2 separate regions of the Sus scrofa genome follow, and region 1 is linked to region 2. Evidence: chromatin contacts called from public Hi-C data. All regions are on one chromosome and are shown on one strand. The core of a region is the stretch at or near the end of the contact, and the rest is flanking DNA. Distances in the headings are between cores, read along the strand shown. Region 1 overlaps ASB5 (ankyrin repeat and SOCS box protein 5). Region 2 holds the start of SPATA4 (spermatogenesis associated 4).

Evidence for each region. Hi-C and Micro-C count contacts between places; a contact is called where the count stands out from the background.
Region 1: a Hi-C map of skeletal muscle shows a contact between it and region 2, with 1.9 times the contacts expected there. The contact joins the enhancer-like site here to the promoter of SPATA4 in region 2. A contact is called at or near these places in 4 of 47 Hi-C or Micro-C datasets (epiblast stem cells, fetal skeletal muscle and skeletal muscle) and 1 of 2 datasets of contacts at active chromatin or transcription factors (skeletal muscle).

Annotation. Positions count from the first base shown.
Region 1 is chr15:38,753,239-38,756,134 of Sscrofa11.1, reverse strand. The region is part of intron 2 of ASB5 (ankyrin repeat and SOCS box protein 5); the gene reads left to right. Among named protein-coding and RNA genes, the nearest start is that of ASB5, 12 kb to the left of the region's middle. Within about 2 kb of position 1,559, at least 2 of the 83 cell types and tissues checked have an H3K27ac peak or open chromatin away from gene starts, as enhancers often do. A contact at or near this core is called in fetal skeletal muscle and skeletal muscle, where this site is marked.
Region 2 is chr15:38,704,214-38,707,192 of Sscrofa11.1, reverse strand. It overlaps SPATA4 (spermatogenesis associated 4), which reads left to right and starts at 1,450. Exons shown (of 6, transcript NM_001177923.1): 1 at 1,450-1,667; 2 at 2,520-2,649. The coding sequence starts at 1,450.

The sequences.
Region 1 (2,896 bases), core at 310-2,809, 49 kb before region 2:
ACCTTCAAAATCTGTCTTTTCATTCTTTCATCAACTCCACCATCATACTGAAAGGGCTTGTTAGGCTTTTCTTTGTAATACCTACCTGTTTCTTCCTTTCTGTTAAATGTCCCGATTGCAATCTCTACGTATCAGAGATCTGGTCTATTTTTAAAGCTAGCACTATACTTTGAGCCTGACAGGGAAACTAACAGGGGTTGAAAGGTGTCTCCAACTATAATATCGAAATGTGTGGAGAGCAAGTGAGGATGTGGCGGGGGTAGGGGGATGACCCTGGTTTTATGAAGCCACTCTAAGGACCTGGAAGAAGCCACATGTGACTGATATCCCATGGACACTTTAAGAGGAAGCTCCCCTCTTCAGCTAAGGGTCACACTTTCAAGTTCTATCTTAGGCTCTGAGGAAGGTTTAGTAGCTTTACCTACAAGTAGACAAGGTCAGTTCTAAGCATGTTTTATTGAGCACCCTGATGTGAAGGCACTGAAGAAACAGGATATAAAAAAGCAAAAAAAGCAAAATATATTGTTCCCAACTTTAAGTAAGTTATTCAGATCGAGGAAGATGGGTGTATCTACATTTAATCATTATTTTCCAGATATACTAAATGCCAAGTGAGTCTAAAGAATGGAAAAGTCAATTTCAGATTTGGACCTTCGGAGATATTTTCCTGGGGGAGACAGATCTTAAGTTGACCCCCAGATCCCAAAAATAAGCAGAAGCAGGAGTCAGAGGGGTACATAGGATATCCAGAGACAATATATTTGACTTGTGATAGAAAAATGACAATCAACTGGGGCACAGATTGGAAAGAGTTTGAACATCAGGTTAAGCAATTTGAATGTTACTTTGTGTGGTTGTTTTTTTTTTTTTTTTTTTTTTTTTTTGCTATTTCTTGGGCCGCTCTGGCGGCGTATGGAGGTTCCCAGGCTAGGGGTCGAATCGGAGCTGTAGCTGTTGGCGGCGTATGGAGGTTCCCAGGCTAGGGGTCGAATCGGAGCTGTAGCCGCCGACCTACACCACAGCCACAGCAACTTGCGATCCGAGCCGCGTCTGCAACCTACACCACAGCTCATGGCAACGCCAGATCGTTAACCCACTGAGCAAGGGCAGGAATCGAACCTGCAACTTCATGGTTCCTAATCGGATTCGTTAACCACTGCGCCACGACGGGAACTCCTCGAACGTTACTTTGAAGACAGTAGGAGTTGCTGAGAGTGTTTGGTGTCAGTAAACGTGGGAAAATGGAAAGAGACACATATAAAATGTTAATTTAAAGTCAATTTATATCCTAGCGGTCTCTGGAATTGGACAATGGGACAGGTTTGAGATAGGTAGACCAGTTAGGCTCCTGACATAAGGAGATGAGGGCCTGGATGTGTTCAGTTGTGGTGATGGTATGAATAGAAAAGAAAGAATGACAACAAAAAATAAAAAGGGAAAGAAAATAAGGAGGAATGAATCTGCTGATCCCTTTCAATAGCACTGACAGAAAGAGGAGATGTTCCCCTAGGATCTCCCAGAAATAGACATGAACAGATCTAAAGGAAATTCTATGGACCAGAAAGGCTTGATTAGCCACCCAGGCAAGTCTGCAGTTTCCAGCCAGCACTACCCCAGAGATGTGGGTCCTTAGCTGCTTGGTGGATTACCTGTCTCTAGTGTGAAATGTTAGGATGGGTCAGGGAGCTGCAGAAGTAGAATCTGATTTATTTCATGTTTATTCCCTTTGTTCCACTTTTTTGTCACCAAGTAACCTTCTGGTTATGACCTGGCTTTCCATCCACATCTGTTCACAGCAAGAGAATGTACTGGCTGGTCCCAGGAGTGCTTTAGTCCACCTGACTTTTATGGTTCTCGTTGTAAATTAATATGTTTGCATCTCAACATCACTCTGGTGTTCCGTCCTCTTTGAGTTGTAAGTCCCCCTCTAAGATGTGACTTCGCTCCAGCTTTGCTGACAGATCAGGTTTCCAAGCCTGCAAGGCCGCGGGCCAAATTTTAGTCTGTGGAAAATTCATCGAGGTGATGCCTCTGCTTGGATAACAATCTTGTGACACCCAGCTTGTTTGGGCACTCCTTTCACGGCTGAGGCTTTAGGGAGAATATGGAATGGGTGTAGACTCATCTGGTAGAATATTTGTGCTTGTGATTTCAGAATTTGGTTTCACAGTTGCCATTAAGCATGCATTTTTTTTAATCTATTGTTGGCACCGGGAAATAAGATACAGGATAAATGTGCACCATGGGTCAGATGGTAGAAGGACTTGTCATTTAGGAGAAGAGAATAACCTAGGTAGGAAAAGCAACTAGAATTGTGTATAATGTCATAGTCTTTCTCCATCAGTAAGGTCCAGCCCAGGTTTAAAAACAACTTTAGGAATTGAACTCGACAGCCAATGCCAGCAAGGGTAGAACTGTCCATGATACTTGTTCCCAAGGAACAACTTGTTTCCTGAGATTTGGGGTGTTGCTGGGTTGATTGTCTCTGAGGCGAGTTATGTCAGGAACATTTCTCAGAATCTCAGCAATGAAAAATTTCAAGCCAGCCTGTAGACTGACTTGTGTCATGGTGTTCATTGTGTGAAGGTATAAAAATACCTTGAAAATGTGAGAGTTTGGAGACACATTTTCTATACGCAGGTGGAAGAAGGCCACATAAGAATAACTGGAATTGATAGAAATGCCCTTCTGTGACAAACGATGTGACATAATCAAAAGTGTTACCAAAAAAATTTTTTTAAGTGACTTTAACTTTTCCCACATTCTACTATTTTTCAGAAATGCTAGAGCACTTTTTGGGGAGATGAAAAAAAAAATCATACTGTGAGTTAAGACAGGAATCTGGGAACAAAGCTTCCAAGTTTACAAAAGACTTTATCATATTTTATTCTATTAG
Region 2 (2,979 bases), core at 201-2,700:
AGCCTGTGTCTTAACCCATTCAAATACTGCTTTACAAGATACACATCAAAGGTCACCTCCTCTGAGGACTCCTGTGCTCTCTCAGGCCAAATCATTTGCTTCCTTCCTGATACCAATATATTTTTTAGCATGGCAGAGCTTTTCAGAGTACATGATCTTTTTTTCAGATACTTATATATCTCTGTACCTTCTATAAATAATCTAGGGTACAGCTGCCTAAAAGAACTTTCTGCAAAGATAGTGATAGTGCAGTCTCTGTGATGTACAATGTGGTAGCCAACAGCCCCACCCAACTATTGAGCTGTTGAATGTAGCCAGTGTTACGCTTCTTCATTTTATTTAAATTTATTTAATATAAAACTGAATAGCTACATGGGGCTAGTAGCTAGGTATTGAATAGTGAAGATCTTATACACAGCAAAGCAGAGGACAGTAATTCCTCAAAATAAGTCCATTCAACAAATGAAAAACTACATTGGACAAAGAAAAAACACTGTACAGCTTCATTTTTGTCTTTCTAATACAGACTCACTCACATTGGTTTACTTTATTAATAAACGTGTACGAATAAGCATTCGACAATATACAGCTCTACTCTTTATATATCTATCCCATATTTCATCTTGCATAGTAACATATCTTCATATTACTTACACATATTATCTACATATCTACTTTTCTGCTGTAAAAGTTTTTAAAAGATTTTAACAACTTTGCTGTGTAAATATTTAGTTTATAATTATCTATGCTTGCTCTGCAATCTTTTTTTCCCTCTGTGTTGTTCACTGATGAATCCCAAGTGACTAGATTAGGGCCTGGCACATAGTAGGGACTCAAAATATTTGTCTAATGAATGACATCATGCATCCTGAGGCATCTTTGTGAAGTGTGAAAATCTAATTTACAAGTTGTTTTCAAATACCATGTAACTTTTATGAATATAATGTAATAATTAAGGAAATTGGTAAATTACATTGTGTAGACATAAAGCATTTATTCATTTTATTTTTGAAGATTTTTTTTTACATTGGCATTTTGGAACAAAAGCCCTATCTTTTCCAATTTCCAAACAAAACCTGTCTTTGTCCTCTGAAACGTTCTCACAACTTCCTCAAAATGCTTGACTGCAACAAGCCTTCAGCTGAGCAGAAACCACAATATTCAAAATGTCAATTTCTAAGGGAAGGCGGGGTGAGGGTGGGTAGCTCTAAATTGGTTACGCTTCAGGCCAATTAAAACTGAGATTGAAAGCTCGGGCCATGTCGAAGCTCCCCGGACCCACGTCCCCTCGCAGTGGGGCCAGGGATGTGCGTGCCCAACCAAGAGCGTCGGATAGTGAAGTGGAGTACGCATGAGGCCCAGGGCGCCTGCGCCGAGGCCCCGCCAACACCAGACCCCGCCCCACCGAGGCCCCGCCCCCGATGCTGCCATAGAAACCCAGAAAGCGACATGGCTGCCACCAGCCGGAAAGAAAGGCTTTTGAAGCTGCCGGCGGCTGCCTTACCCAAGTCACCGTCACTTGCGCCAGGTCCAGCAGCTCCCATCCGAGAGAGGCCTAAGAAGTGGCTGGTCTATCCACAACCACCGAAGAGCTCCCGCATGTCTCCGTCGGTTCTGCGCTGGCTCCAGGGCCTGGATCTCAGCTTCTTCCCTAGGAACATCAGCAGGTGCTGGAGCGGTCGGGCCCTGGCCGCCTGGCGGGCGCATCCGCCGGAGCAGAGCAGTCTCCTGGTCTGCGCCGCCCACCCCGCAGTAACGCAGGGGCTTTCCTGGGATTGCCTTGCCCGCTCTACTCCTTCACTCGTCACACGCACACGCACAAGCACACTCACACACTCGCCCCCTTAGGGAGCTGATCTGCAAAAGGGTGAAGCATTTCATTTATTCAATCAATTCTATCATTCCGTTTTAGACTCAGCTAATATAGAATGCGTTGGTGACAACCCCCAAATAAAATAACCTAGGCTCTTTTTCAGGGACACTGGACATTAGTACTAGTGGGGATCCGTTTACTTTTTATTAGCCATAGCATCTGGTTTGAAGGTTATTGGGGATTGAAAAAGTTGCTCCTTATAACTGAAGCCTCTCTGAGCATAACTGGCAGTTAATACTTGCACTGGGAATGCAAATTGAATTCCTTAAAAATAAAGGTGATGACTTTCATTTTGCAGGCAAGGGCTTTCTCTGGTTTACTGATTTAGGCACTCCTTAAGAAAAACATGCTTGAAATGTTCAGTGCCCCCAGTGGTATCACCTGGGGGCCTTGTTAAAATGAAAATTCAATATGAATTAATAGTTTGGGTTCATAAAAAGAACACCATGGCCTTTGGTGTGTGTCTAATCTTACTCAATCACTACCCCATAGCAAGGCCTCCTCGAAGCAAGGATGCATCAGACTCTACTTTTATAATTATCTTGTCGTCAGTATTGAATATTATATGGGTGTGAATTGATTACAAAATAATACAAACTATATATGTAACTACATTTTATTTCATTTCCTTATTGATATGGATCAGGGATTTTTCCAATGGCTTCTTGATCGCAGAAATATTCTCTATACATTACCCCTGGGACCTTAAGTTGTCATCCTTTCAAAATGGAACTTCTTTAAAAGTCAAGTTGGATAACTGGGCACAATTGGAAAAGGTAAATTAGCAGTTACCGATGCTTTTAACTTTGGAGAAGTTTGTATTTGAAGAGGTGTATTCCTGAGGTCTTAGATTTCTTGAAATGTGTGTTAGTGGCTGGGTGCTAGTTACCCAAAGCCGCTAGGTGGCATTTATTTCCTTGTATTAAAAAGGTTATTAAACTGTAATCTATGTGTCACCTATGAAACAGCATACTCATTTCAAGTCGGAGAGGGAGACCATGGTTGATTTTCTTGCTGAGTAATAATATCATTTAATAATTAACTTGTTAAACCTCAAAATATAAATGGAGGACAAACAGGGGGTGAAAGTGAATTCAAAGTAATTA